Regions from separate parts of the Mus musculus genome. Here region 1 is linked to region 2. A link is a contact called in public Hi-C data. All regions are on one chromosome and are shown on one strand. Each heading gives the region's core, a stretch centred on a gene start, on an enhancer-like site or on the middle of the called end of the contact. The rest is flanking DNA. Distances are from core to core; before and after follow the strand shown. Region 1 overlaps Nav2 (neuron navigator 2). Region 2 has its middle 15 kb from the start of Gm32849.

Region 1 (3,557 bases), core at 441-2,940, 400 kb before region 2:
TTAAAACGGATATTCTTGCTGCGACCCTTCACGTACTGCATCTAGAGGCTGTATCCCTCCCACACCAGGCTGGTGTTCTAAAGAACATCTTATCTGATAGGTTGGTTTCAGCCCTAGAGAGTCTGTCTTCTGCAGAGAAGGGCTCAAGTGCCTTCATGAGATGCCCATCACCAAGTACCAGCTGTGGCTGGACTAGAGGTTCACAGCTCAGTTGCCCCTCTCCCCTCTTGCAACGTGAAGACAGGCCTTCCATGTCCACAGAGGAGTTCATTTCATTTACTCCAAAATAAATTTATCTTTAAATGTAGATGAATACTGTCAAATACACAAGTTAGGAGGAAAAAAATGTTTTTAAAGAATATTAAAATGGAATGAACCTAGCCTTGCAGATCAAACTGCGGTAACCCTGACTAAGAGAGCACCCAGATGCCTAAGTGTATTCCCCTGCTAATGAAGCTTAAAATGAAATAGAACTCATGTACATGGGATGCTCTCTGCCTGACAAACAGGGGCAGGAGAAGCACTGGACTGATGACCTGCAGATCACACGCACAACAGGCACTCATCTCACACCCCAACACAGACTAAACCAAATTCGCATTTTGTCTTCTCATCCGACTCAGTTTCCTTTCCTCCTTCTCATTCTTCCTGCTCCCCAAAGCAAGGACAGCGTTCAGCGAAACCGTAAGCTGGTGTGCTGATTTGGTAGCACGTCCATATTGCAGAAAAGGCAAACCTGGCCACACAACCGTCTTGTTTCCATGAGAAAGGGTGAGCCCAAGCGCCACCATTCATAGCCTTACACACACCCAAGGGCTTTCCTGCCCCCTCTCCCCAGGGCTTTCCCGAATTCTGCAGCAGATAAGAAAATGGCCCCCAAAGACAGCCAGAGAAAACACACCAGACATAATTTTGTTCCCCTTGATGGTTGGCTTTTGTTTAATCCTAGTGTTAAGGACAAAAGCTGGAGTGTGAGGCTTTCATAGTTCTCCCTGGTGTCTGCTCTCCTGGGCAGAAAGAGACTCCAAACTCTTTAAGAGCCACGAGCACAAAGAACTGACTAGGGAAAGCTGAAACCCTCAAAGCACTCCTGGCCTTCTGCTACCATAGACACCACCTTGCGTACCTGCAGCCCAAGTAAGGGGTCAAACCCCAGCTCCTTGTTTTCTATGAGCTCAGCTGGCACAAGAAAGAATGAGAACATTTTAAAATAAAATACAACAATGACTTGAAGACTGGCAAGGTAAAAAAACACAAAACCAAAGTTGGCTTTGAAGTCCCTGGCTGTCAGTGAACCCAGTTATCAAGTGCTGGCTCTGAGAATAAATTTAAATATAGCTGTGATAAAATGGATATAAAATTTTCATGGCTCCCCATTTTTGAGCTCCTGCTGCATGCTGGGCTTGACTTGGGGGGTATGGAACAGGGGGGGGGATGGGTCTCACTACCTATAGTCACCCCTGTAACAGTAAGTCATCAAATTCTCGCTGAGAGTTACAGGGCAATTAGAAAATGGTGTTTCTCGTGACGTGCATCTAAGAACACAAGGCTAAGAAGAGTAAGGGTTTTCCACCTTTACAGCTTGAGGATTATAGGAATCTCAAATATAAACTCAGAAGCCAGAATCGAAAGGGCAAAGTGTATGAAGTCCAGGGTCTATATTTGCATAGCCACCTTGAAAGCTGACCGACTGATAGTCCATCATCAGACCTTGAGAAACAAGCTCTCTTTCACAGTAATCTAGGTGTATGTGTGTGTGAGAGAGACAGAAAAGTAGAAAGGAGACTATGGAGGGGAAGAAAGGGAAGAGAGGGTAATGGGAGATAGTATGATAGGTAACTCGGAAGAAGGGACCAGAAAGAGGTAGACACAGTACAGGAAAAAACAGTGGGGTAGCTGGATGCTAGTACATTGGGGCTGGAGAGGTAGCTTAGCAGGTAAGAGCACTGACTGCTCTTCTAGAAAACCCAGGCTCTATTCCCAGTATCCACAAGGTAGCTCACAACCACCTTTAATTCCAGTCCTAGGTGATCTAATTCCCTTTCCTGGCTTCCTTAGGTACTGCACAAATGTGATATACAGGAACACGTGCAGGCTGAATAACCATACACACAACATAAAAATAAAGCTTTTTAAAAAAAGAATTTGCACTGATCCATACACACACACATACACACAACACACACACACACACAGAGCCCTACCTTACAATGAAGCCCATCTCTTTTTTTTTAGTTTAGTTTATTATTTTAACTATGTGTATATGGGCTTCTGTGTTGGTATGTACACATGTGAATGTGGATTCATGTAAAGTCCGGAAGGTGTTACCTATAGGCAGCACGTAACCAGAGTCACACTTCTGGAAAGTGTCAAGGCTAGAATTCAAGTGTAGTCATCTCTCTTCCGAGTATTTGCCTTGTCTTTAACTGGAGGCCAGAGTCTTCCACAGACATTCGTAGTCCAGCCCCGGGGATGAGTTTGGCTTTGTAGCTGGCCAGGTCTTTTCCTCTTCCAGGGCCTTGTGAGGACTTTGAGTGTGGTAGTTTAACCCAGCCTGATAGATTAGCCTGGTCCATCTGCACACAGAGCTCTGTCTCTAGACAACCTTCTGGAGCATAGTTGAGATGCTACAGTGGCCCCTGGTCCAGCCCGACCCCACCCCACAACCATAATGGATTGCAGCCCAGAGATCACGATATTTTTGCAGCTGCTTCCCAGAAATGACAGTCATCCTCTGCTCTCTCTGTCCAGGGTCACAGTTCCAGAATGACCAACAAGGCTTAACCATCACTATGGCAACCTTGGGCAGATCCACTACAGAGCCTGCAAAAGTGAACCCAGCAGATCTGTTCTTAGATTGACACCCAGATCAACACTAGAAGTTTTTTTTTTAGAGCAACACACTCCTTCCTGGGCTACCGTCCTAGTATTAAGGGAAAGCAGTTGGAATAGCTTCGGACTCCTCCCCAAAGCTGAATGGGTTCTTACTCCTTTGTGCTCAGGACTCAAGCACCTCTGCTATGGCACACATGTGGAACTACACTCCATGTGCCTCTGCAAAGCAGCATCTTAGCCCCTTAGTTCCCACAACCAGCCTGATGCTAGTCCCATCCCAGTCTCTACAGGAGCAAATGAAAGAAAGAGAGGTACCACAATATTCTCCTCTACAGGACTTAGAGTGCCAGGTTCCTTCCATCTACTAGACTCATAACGTCATGTCAGAATCCTGGTGTACAGCCCAACGCAGGTGATTATCTTACAGTCCTGTCTTCTAATCACTGACTCTGACTGTCACCAACCACGAAGTGACACGCTTACAGACACTCTCAATCAATGGACCCAGTATAACACGGACATGACGGAATGCTAGTCGTCAAACCCCATCTCCCGACCAGAAGAACAGAGCAAAGAGATGACACAGCTGACAAAGCCCAGAGGAGGAGGCCCACCAGGAAGGAGAACAGGTCTCACGTGAACAAGGCCCAGTCGCAAGGACAGCTGAGCATGTCGCGTAAGTTACAGTTCTTCAGTGATCTCACGCGTAGAGGATAAAGTGA
Region 2 (3,686 bases), core at 528-3,027:
CAGAGATGCTCAAGTGGCGATAGCACATCTGCCTCAAGAAAGGATGCCACCAGACAGGATCTTGGTATCTAGGCATAGCATGCCATACAAATACTTTAAATATCTTCATTTTGGAATCCTCCTTCAGACCTTCTCGTAACAATATTGAACTAACCACGTTCCAGAGTCTGTGGCTCATTTGGTTAGAGATTCTGCATTTGTCCACTTCTTAGAACTGGAAGTAAGTTTTACCTTCTGCCAGCTCAGCCTTGGGTGAGTCCTGCATGCCAGAAGATGAGTCTTCTTGTTGCTCCCAAATAAATGCCTGTGACATTTCAACCCAAGTGTGCTGGGGAAATGTAATTACTCTCTTCTAACCCCACTCCCAAAGTCAGAAAATAATACTTAGAGGATCGGTAATCTTTATTCAACCCAAATAAAGGGAAAAACAATACCCCTGGCTCCTGAAAGCCATATGCTAGCCACACTGCAGGAAGTAGCTCATTGATATTAATGTGCTTACAGCTTATTACATGAAAATTAATTAAAAATTGAATAAGATCAGAGCCCAAGATTCTGCATGTCTAATTTGCCACCAAAGCATCTCAGAATGAATAGCTGAGATCCTACGAACATTAGTCTATTACATTGTGGGATGTGACTCCTTTTCAGGCCATACCCCCCAAAAGAATGGACTTTCCATGGCTTTAGAAGCCCCTTATCAATATGGCATCTTTGGGGGAGGGTGTACCAGGTCACAATTAGAATGGTACTATCCAGTCACTGTCAGCTCAAGCCTCAGACTCTAGAGAAACACCCAGCTATTTGTAGACCACAAATGGTCCATCATAGGCAAGAAGGAAGTCAAACATTGTCTCTGGCCCCACCTGTCTCTGCAGACTCATGGATGACTCGGGGGTGGAGGGTGTGCAGAGCCTGGCTAGGCAGGCTCAGCTTACTCCTAACTGTCTGCTCCCATACTGGAGACAACAGGAAGATAAAGTCTGGAGCTAAGCAGATGTTGCCAGCAACACTCCATCTTTGAGCTCCTCTCCTAAGACCTGACTTCCACAGATGAGTCTAAGAGCTAACCAAGACAGCCTGGTACAGACCAGACACCCAATTCCTGTTCTTGCCACTTAAAACAAAGTCAAAACTCAAAGTCAAAGGCAAAAAGTTCCAGTCCAAAAATGTAGCAGCTCAATTCATTTCCCCTTACAACGCAGAACATTCTCAAGTCTCTTACCCAATAATATTCTGGGTGGCAAATTCCTCGGAGTAAGGCTGTGTTTCCTCCGTCTCTGTATTCCCTGGACCCTGCTGTGTTCAGCACAGGCCATGAATGTCTACAGAACAAATGAGTGGAAAGATTGGGAAAGTATCCCAGCCACTTCAAGTGTGATAACATAATCCCAGCACTCAGGATCCCAAGGCAGGAGTGTTACAAGTTTGAGGCCACCACCGGCTACAGAGAGAATTTCAGACACGGATAAGCTATCCAAAGAAACAAACATGCCCATCCCCCACCAGCAAGACGCTTTAAAAAACACTTTTCAGCCATTCTGTTGTGCCTTAGAGTCTATTCTTGTCCCCAGACTTTCTCTCCCTCGGCCAACTCCTTCCCCAGAGCCTTGCTCACCTAGCTGACCCTCCAGGCTGAAGAAGTCACTCATTTCTGGGCAGAAGTTATTAGAATACACAAACTCTGGTGCCCTTTCCATTTGAAATGCACTGGAGTGATCAGTTTCAAAACCAAGCTTGTCAACAAATGGAAAATCTTGCCCAATGTGGTCCGAGAGGCAACTGAGCCAAGATCACCCAGTAACTCAAATACAAAATGAGGCAGGATTGTTGTGAAGACTCCACTGTTGGAGGCTGGAGTCTCAGGATGAATTGAGGTCACCAGCCTGACTCTGGCAAATGCACTTTACAGACATGTTTTACTATTTGGGATTCCCCGCACCTATAAATCAGACTCATGAGCCATTGATCTATCCATCTGTTTAGCAAGCACTTATTGAGTTCCTTCTCTGCAGTCATGTACAAACTTGGGAGAGCACGGAAATGAGCCAGAATCAATCCCTGCTCTCAAGAAAATTGCAACCAATGCAAGCATCACTATTATACATCACTGTATATTTTCAGTTACTAGACAGCCTTAGCTCATGTTCCATATTATCTATGGCTACGTTTGGCACAAAATATCACTAAGAGGAGTTAGAGAGGTAGCTCAGTAAGTGTTTGCCGTATAAGCTTGAAGACTGCAATTCCCAGAAGCCATGTTTAAAACTGAGGCATTCTGGGGTCCTTGCCATCCCAGTGCTGGGGAGGTACAAACAGATCACTTGACTCCAAGGCCAGCCAGACTAGCCTACTCAGTGGGCTCTGGGCCAACTGGAGACCCTGTTTCAAGAACTAATCAAGGTGGATGGCTCCTGAGAAATGACACCCCATATACATATGTACACCCACACGAACACAAACCAACATACACACATATATGCACAGGCATAAACATAAAGTATTGCTAAGAGCTAGTTGATGAATGTTCAGACTCTGAATCCCTGCATTCTAAAGGAATTACACCCTGTTTTTCCAGCATTTTCTGTTTGATTCTTTCCCTTTCCTGTTGTATGGAGCAGAAGGGCCTGGAGTTTCACCTGCTGTGGCCTCTTCCTTCTGCCAACCAGAGTGCAGAGGGTAGAGCAAGCAATTGCTGGGCTGACCTCCTTTCTCAGTGGTCCTGACGTGTGCCTCCAACAGGAAAACAAGCCCTGCACACACTCCAGGGAGAGCCAGATTGGAGACTCCTCTGTATCTGACACATTTCTCCACTTACTAATTGTACACGGCGGTTCTCTGCAGAGAGCTTTCGATGAGGCTCACCTGTGATGCCTGGCTTCCAAAGATAATAATCAAGTTGCAAATGGTTGCCAAACGTGGTATGTCAACAAAATTGGCAAGTACTGCAGAGGAGGCAGGGCAGCTTACAGACAAGGCCATGAGGAAGGGGGTGGGGTACTCAAATACCAGCACAGTGTCACCTAGGGCCAATGACCCCAAACCATCAGGACACAGCTTCCTTACTCATGTATCTGCAGCCTTAGGCACATGAATACTTTCTGAACTTCTACTGTGTGTGGACCCCAGTGTGGGGACACTTCTTCTCTCCTTGCTGATCAAGGGTCATCATCCATCATGTCTTCAAAGCATCTATTCCTGGGATTCACACTCAGCTCATTGCCTATTGCTCCTGCTGATAGCCAGGTCACTACTCTCCTCCTGTCTTTCTGTCTCTGCAGTGGACACTCCCCAGTCCAGCAGACACAAATCCCTTTGATGGTTTTGAGTGACCCTTTAAGAAATCCCAGTATCTGTCAATGGTCTGCCAGGCCCACAGGAATCAGCTGCTGCCTCCCCTTCCTGCCTCACCTCTTCCCATTTCTCCCATGGATCTTTATTCCAGCCGACGCTTTTCCAGCAAATGTGTAAACCTCATGAAAGCTGAGAGAAAAGTGTAGTCCTTGTGGTATAAGCTTCATAGCACCTGCTTGTGCTGTGCTTACCCCACTGGTGACTCCTCTGGGTAGCAAGTCCCAGGGACTGTCAACTTCCTAAAAACAGGCACAGTGGGCATCTCATCTTGTTGATCTTGCTAACAAGAAGCACCCATAGACTGAAGGCAGGTGAGCAGTTGTGGCAACTAA

Evidence for each region. A called contact is a pair of places that touch in the nucleus more often than the background predicts.
Region 1: a contact with region 2 is called in a Hi-C map of liver, with 4 times the contacts expected there. The contact joins two enhancer-like sites.

The regions. Positions count from the first base shown.
Region 1 is chr7:49,422,259-49,425,815 of GRCm38.p6, reverse strand. The region is part of intron 6 of Nav2 (neuron navigator 2); the gene reads right to left. Among named protein-coding and RNA genes, the nearest start is that of Gm51447, 14 kb to the left of the region's middle. Within about 2 kb of position 1,690, at least 10 of the 459 cell types and tissues checked have an H3K27ac peak or open chromatin away from gene starts, as enhancers often do. A contact at or near this core is called in liver, where this site is marked.
Region 2 is chr7:49,024,277-49,027,962 of GRCm38.p6, reverse strand. It overlaps a transcript of Nav2 not described here. Among named protein-coding and RNA genes, the nearest start is that of Gm32849, 15 kb to the left of the region's middle. Within about 2 kb of position 1,777, at least 6 of the 459 cell types and tissues checked have an H3K27ac peak or open chromatin away from gene starts, as enhancers often do. A contact at or near this core is called in liver, where this site is marked.